Linked DNA regions of Mus musculus: region 2 is linked to region 1. A link is a contact called in public Hi-C data. All regions are on one chromosome and are shown on one strand. Each heading gives the region's core, a stretch centred on a gene start, on an enhancer-like site or on the middle of the called end of the contact. The rest is flanking DNA. Distances are from core to core; before and after follow the strand shown. Region 1 has its middle 22 kb from the start of Ces1e. Region 2 has its middle 20 kb from the start of Ces1h.

The links. Hi-C and Micro-C count contacts between places; a contact is called where the count stands out from the background.
Region 2: a Hi-C map of liver shows a contact between it and region 1, with 6 times the contacts expected there. The contact joins two enhancer-like sites. A contact is called at or near these places in 6 of 484 Hi-C or Micro-C datasets (embryonic fibroblasts, liver and nephron progenitors), 3 of 115 datasets of contacts at active chromatin or transcription factors (intestinal crypt epithelium, intestinal villus epithelium and kidney) and 1 of 9 other capture datasets (pancreatic islet).

What each region holds. Positions count from the first base shown.
Region 1 is chr8:93,250,247-93,253,487 of GRCm38.p6, forward strand. No RefSeq gene overlaps it. Among named protein-coding and RNA genes, the nearest start is that of Ces1e, 22 kb to the left of the region's middle. Within about 2 kb of position 1,710, at least 4 of the 459 cell types and tissues checked have an H3K27ac peak or open chromatin away from gene starts, as enhancers often do. A contact at or near this core is called in liver, where this site is marked.
Region 2 is chr8:93,398,580-93,401,484 of GRCm38.p6, forward strand. No RefSeq gene overlaps it. Among named protein-coding and RNA genes, the nearest start is that of Ces1h, 20 kb to the left of the region's middle. Within about 2 kb of position 1,277, at least 6 of the 459 cell types and tissues checked have an H3K27ac peak or open chromatin away from gene starts, as enhancers often do. A contact at or near this core is called in liver, where this site is marked.

The DNA of each region.
Region 1 (3,241 bases), core at 460-2,959:
ACAAATGCTATTTTTTTAAAAGAAAAGCATTAGTAGGAGGACAGCCAGAAGGAGGATCCTGGGAGTCAGTTGATGGCAAGGTGATGACTGTCGGGTTGGCATGTGTAAGTGTCTAAAGTGCTCCAGTAGCTGCTGGGAGGCCACCTAGATATGTTGGGAACCTGAACTAAGCATACCAGAGTGACCATGACACCCAAAATATTACTCAGATTGAAAATACGCAGCTATAAACATCATTACTTTGTTAATTCCTGTACAGTGTCAACAATCAAGATAGGACAATAGGTAGTCTGAGTAAATATTCTTTCAACATTACTGAGTAAGCATTTTCAAACACTGACCATATTGTAACCCGTATTTAATTGCTTTATTAATTCATGCACAGTACATCATCTTTCTCCACCTCTTAAATATAAGCCCCATGAGGATAAGAGTCAATGGTTTATTTCCTAATAGATTTCCTAATAGAATCTAAACCAGGCATACTATAGGTTCTCACTTTTTACATGCCCAGTAAAGAACTCCAGAAAGCTGTGACCATTCTCAAATGTCTAATCGCATTCTTGAGAATTTTAGAATAAAGTACAGCTGAATAGAGGATTACCTTGTCTCTTTACTGCTGCTGCACACTACAAATCTCCACCTAAAGAGACCCAGGCCTATCCCTGCAACTTACATAGGGAGATAGAAGGTGACATTCTTTACAAAGCTCCAGGGCTTTGCAGGCTGTGGTAGAGCAAACCTTAGGGATCCAAGAGGGGGCTTGGCAAAAGAAACTCCCAGGAAGATGGCCACAGGCTGTGCAAACCCTTCTAAGCTAACATACTTGTCCAGAGATTTGCCATGGATGGTGGTCACCATGTGTGGTAAGAACAGACACCCTGCTGGTCAAGATAAAATGAAGACATTTGTGAAGGGAAGGTCCAGACCTGGGTTCTGAAAGATCCTGGCAGAATGTAAAAGGACACAGAAGCCCTGAAATTGGCAAGATAGACGTCAGTGTTAGCAGAACTAGCTTCATTGATTTAGAAAAATAGAGGTGCACAATGCTCTGGCCACTCCTTAAACCTGTGTGTCTGCCATTGTTCTGACCAGGTGTGTGCCCATTGCTGCACCTTCATTAGACTCTTTCCTTGTACCCCTCCCATACCCATTTCTTGAGAATAGACATTGTTTAGATCTGGAAATCCCCTAATCTCCCCCTTCTCCTTTCCCCCCTGAGGGCCTATAAAAACTGGGAACTCTTTCCCCTCGAGGTCGACTCCTCTACCCCTGCGTGGGATATGAGTCATCCCCAGAGCTCTGTCTTTCCCCGAATAAAGCCTCATGTGGTTTGCAACAAGCTCGGTCTGTCGTGAGTTCTTGGGTGTCCGCTATTGTCCTGAGGCCTGAGGAAGGGGCTCCTCTCGGAGTCTTTCAGTTCCATGTGGGTTTTGTCACTTCCCAGGCATGTGGCCTTGAACAAGTCATCTCAGTTCTCTAGACATCAGCTTCTTCTCCTGTAAAATAAAGATAAGGAAAACTGTTCTTCCAAACTGGGATGAGAAGGGGTGAACTCCAATTTGAATTGGAGATATAAAAGTATTCAGATTTTTATACATAGTCACAAAAATAATGTTGGGAATAAACAAGGCCTTTGTCTCCTTCCCAGAAGCCTCTGTAAATATTTATCCATTAAGATCCTGAGGTTTTGACCTACATGTTGGGTGAAGCAATTGATGAGAAGTGTACAGTCTCAGGAGGGCTGACCTAGTAGTGCTTCTCAACCTTCCTAATGCTATGACCGTTTAATACAGTTCCTCATGTTGTGGGGACCCCAAACTATCAAATTATTTTATTGCTATTTCATAACTATATTTTTGTTACTGTTATGAATCATAATTCAAATATCTGATATGCAGGATATGTGATATGCAGGATATCTGATATGCTATCTTGTGAAAGGGTTGTTTGACTTCCTGAAATGGTTCAGACCCACAGATTGAGAACCACTGTTGTAAAGAAAGGACCATGGGCATGCTTGATTGACTTTTGAGAAGGAAGTTATAAACCAGGAGAGATATGGAAAGAATACAGAAGTTGGAAGGAATGACGTCTTTTGTTGGTATTACCAAGGAGGACCTCTGACTTACAGCTGAGGGAAGAGTAATAACAGGAGATGAAAAAGGAGCAGAAATCATGAAGAATAAGATTTAAGTGTAAAAGTCTAGAGATAGCATAACACAGGGCCATTCTGGGAAGGGTGAATGGCATGTGAATATTACTAGGTAAAGTCCAAGGGAAGTAGATAAAAATCTTGGGTTATTGGGTGTGTGTCAGGAAGAATACAGGCTGGAGGACAAGTCTTTATTTAGTGGGCAAATAAGTAAGATAAATAGATATGGGATCAATAATCCAATAAGGTTCTACAATATTCTTCTCCTGACTCTGGACTTTGTCATCCAGAGTGCAAGAGACTGGTCATCAGGTGATGGGGTAAACATTGGCTCCATTCTTGCTCAACAGATAGTTCTGCCTCCTCTCCCTGCAGCTTAACCCCTGTCCTCATTCTAGCTGCTGTGAAACTGGAATGAATGGCCTTGAACCACCTTCAGGAGGCAGGAGGCTATCCATACATTAGCTCATGGCTACTATCGGTAAACCCTGTTTGCTCTCAAAAGCACATTTTGGACATGATCTTAATCCCTAATTCTCCAACACTTTGCAGCAAGCTATCTCATCCAAAATACATGGTCAGAAAGGAAAAGACTAATCTAGATTTCTCTACCAGAAAAATTGCCAATGAAACACCCAAGTATAAAAGGGAGTATAACTTCCAAATCTTTTGCATCAATAAACCAATTCCAAACTGCGTACAGTAAGTCTGATCCTGTTATTGATGTTTAATGAACAATAGGAAAATCAAGGAGGCTTTATGGAAGTTATGCATAGATAGACTCCAATTACACATATTTTCACATGATTTTTTTTTTAACTTCAAGATCATGAGTTTACCACTGGAGTAACCTCATAGTAATTTGGGGAGCATTTTTATAGCAAGAATAGCTAATAACACTATAACTGTGGAAAGTCACATGATAAAGCCTTGTTCATCTTTTTTTAGTAATTAAGGGCAAACTTCATGCCTGCTCTTTTGCTTTTACCTTACCATTCTCACTGGGATAGCTTTCTTGAAAAGCATGTGTATTAAAATATTCATTGTCAGGAGCCATAATGGGACAAGCAAATAACTAGCAAGTGA
Region 2 (2,905 bases), core at 27-2,526, 150 kb after region 1:
TGTTCGTCAGAGGGGAAGGTACATGTGTACAAATCCTGCCAAGGATTCAAATCTCTCTCCTAGACTTTGTTTCAGGGAAAAGAAAGAAATGTAATGAGTCTACTGTTTCTCCGAATATTTCTTCCCTCCTTGTTGACTTTGGGTTTGCTTCAACCTCTAGAACCACAAACCAACAGGAACTTAGGAGATGGAAAGGACCTTTAAGCCCCTTAAACTAGATGATGGTGGTCAGGGTCTCCACTAAGCATAAGATGTTATCATGATTCTTCTCTCAAACTGCATCACAACCAGCAATGGAACCTAGAACTTCATAGTCAGGGCAACAGCCAAGGCATGCAACAGTCTTGCTTCCAGTGCCCTGCATGCACTGCCAAAGTCTGCTGTCTTGGGGCAACTGGCTATGAAGACCAGTGATATTTCCACAATTTCAGGGTCTACAGAAGTTCACTGTGTCCTGGAATCTCACTTTAGCCCCAACATAAATGACAGTGGCTGAACTCCATGGAGTTTTTATATAGGTAGACTGGTGAACTGTCTCCTTGCACACATGATTAGATTGAGCCATTTACTAAGAGCAAAGTACTCCTTGAAGCTGTCATGTCCATCTACCTTCATATTCTGCCTGACCGCAATGTCAAAGGTGACCTCCATTGGGAAAAAGGAAATCTGAGCTCTTCTCCACCAGTGCCTGAGGTTGGATCAACATATCCAGTGTGTATAAAACACCTCCATGTGGATTAGGTGATCCTTCACCCATCGAGAGGACAACAACCCAGGAGCATCCAACGAGAGTCCTGCTGTCATGTTCTTTGATTCAGACATCTAAAGACTATACCACAGCAGATAGCAGGTACCTAATTGAATGTAATCCAAATAGACCATCTACCTGGTCATTTCACCAGCAGCATGACACACCATGGGCTGTGAGTATCCAGCTAAAGGTCAAAGAGGAAATAACAGGTTGCAGGGTGAAATAGAGCCTACGCCTGAAAAGCCTGACAAGAGTCAGATATGGAAATCCCAGGATGAAGGTTGATTACAGGTAGAACAGTAAGAGTGCCAAAGGCCCTCAGGACGAGGCTGTAACTGAGGTGAAGTGTTGTGCATGGTGGAGAGGTTCACAAGCACCCTACTGTCACATAGAGGAAGGTGCTCAGAAACACCACAACCAAAAGTACTGAAGGTTGTGAGAACACTTTCAGCCTGGTGATCCTGTGCACTCTGGCCCTCACAGCACTCTCACTAGCCCTGAGGACACCACAAAGAACATGAAAGGAGGCTGCATGGAACGGCAGATGAATTGAATGAAGCAACTCAGCCCCAGCCAAAACAAACTGCCTGTGTTGTCATAAGAGCAAAACACTTGCCGGCCAAAAGTGAAAAGAGGTGCTCAGAGGAGAAACATTATGAAACCCATGAGATGGGGAATGAACCTCAAAAACCAAACAAACTAACTAACTAAAGGGGGGAGGGACACCACCCCCAGCCTGACTTTCTGGAGGAGCTCAGGTCCAAATCTGAGTACACACTGTCAACAATGGTAGCATCAACAACATCTGAATACCCGAGGTCAAGGAAAAGGCTCTTGCAGATCAAGAGGAGGGCAGAGGACTAGACCACAGCCCTGGTGTCACAGGCATGGTAAAGGAAATCAGAATTGAGCTAGGCCCAGGGTCACAAGATGAGTTCTTAACTTCTGCCTTCAAACTACAAATCACTCAAGGAGACAGGCAGACACTAAAAGGACAACCAGTGGTTCAGTGGCAAAGTCATCAATTTTTGGGGGGGGGGGGAAATAGGGGGGTCTTTTTTATTTTTTTATTAGATATTTTTTACTTACATTTCAAATATCCCCTTTCCTGGTTTTCCTCTGAAAATCCCCTACCCTTTCCCCTCTCCCCCTGTTCACCAACCCACCCACTCCTATTTCCTGGCCATGGCATTCCCCTACACTGGGGCATAGAGCCTTCACAGGACCAAGGGCCTCTCCTCCCACTGATGACCAACAAGGCCATCCTCTGCTACATATGCACCTGGAGCCATGAGTCCCACCATGTGTTTTCTTTGGTTGATGGTTTAGTCCCTGAGAGCTCTGGGAGTACTGGTTAGTTTATATTGTTGTTTCTCCTAAGGGGGTGCAAACCCCTTCAGCTCCTTGGGTCCTTTCTCTAGCTCCTGCATTGGGGACCCTGTGCTCAGTCCAATGGATGACTGTGAGCATCCACTTTTGTATTTGTCAGGCACTGGTAGAGCCTCTCAGGAGACAGCTATAACAGGCTTCTGTCAGCAAGCACTTGTTGGCATCCACAAAAGTGTCTGGGTTTGGTGATTGTATAATGGGAAGGATCCCCAAGTGGGGCAGTCTCTGAATAATCACTCCTTCAGTCTCTGCTCCATACTTTGTAACTCCTTCCATGGACACAGAAAATGTGGTACATTACACAATGGAGTACTTCTCAACTCTTAAAAACAATGAATTTATGAAATACTTAGGCAAATGGATGGATCTGGAGGATACCATCCCGAGTAAAGTAACCCAATCACAAAAGAACACACATGGTATGCACTCACTGATAAAGTAATCAATTTTTACATGAGTCTTCTCATGGAAAGAAATTAAAGTCAAAGTCACCCTGCACTGCATACATTTAATGTCTTCTTTTATACAAAATTAAAGTGTGAGGGCTTCCAGTCAGCCAAAAGATGGACCCAGGCAGTTAATCTCTTTGCAAAGGAGCTTATTCTGGTACCCAATCACCTGCATGCTTAGTGGAGACTGGTGGTTGATCTACAGAAGAAGAGTATTGTCTACCTAGATTCGATGGGACAGAAAAAGCCTGACATCCATCCTTCAGCTGATTGTCCACTGTCTGCAGGATGAGAACAAATGGAGGATTGTGGATCA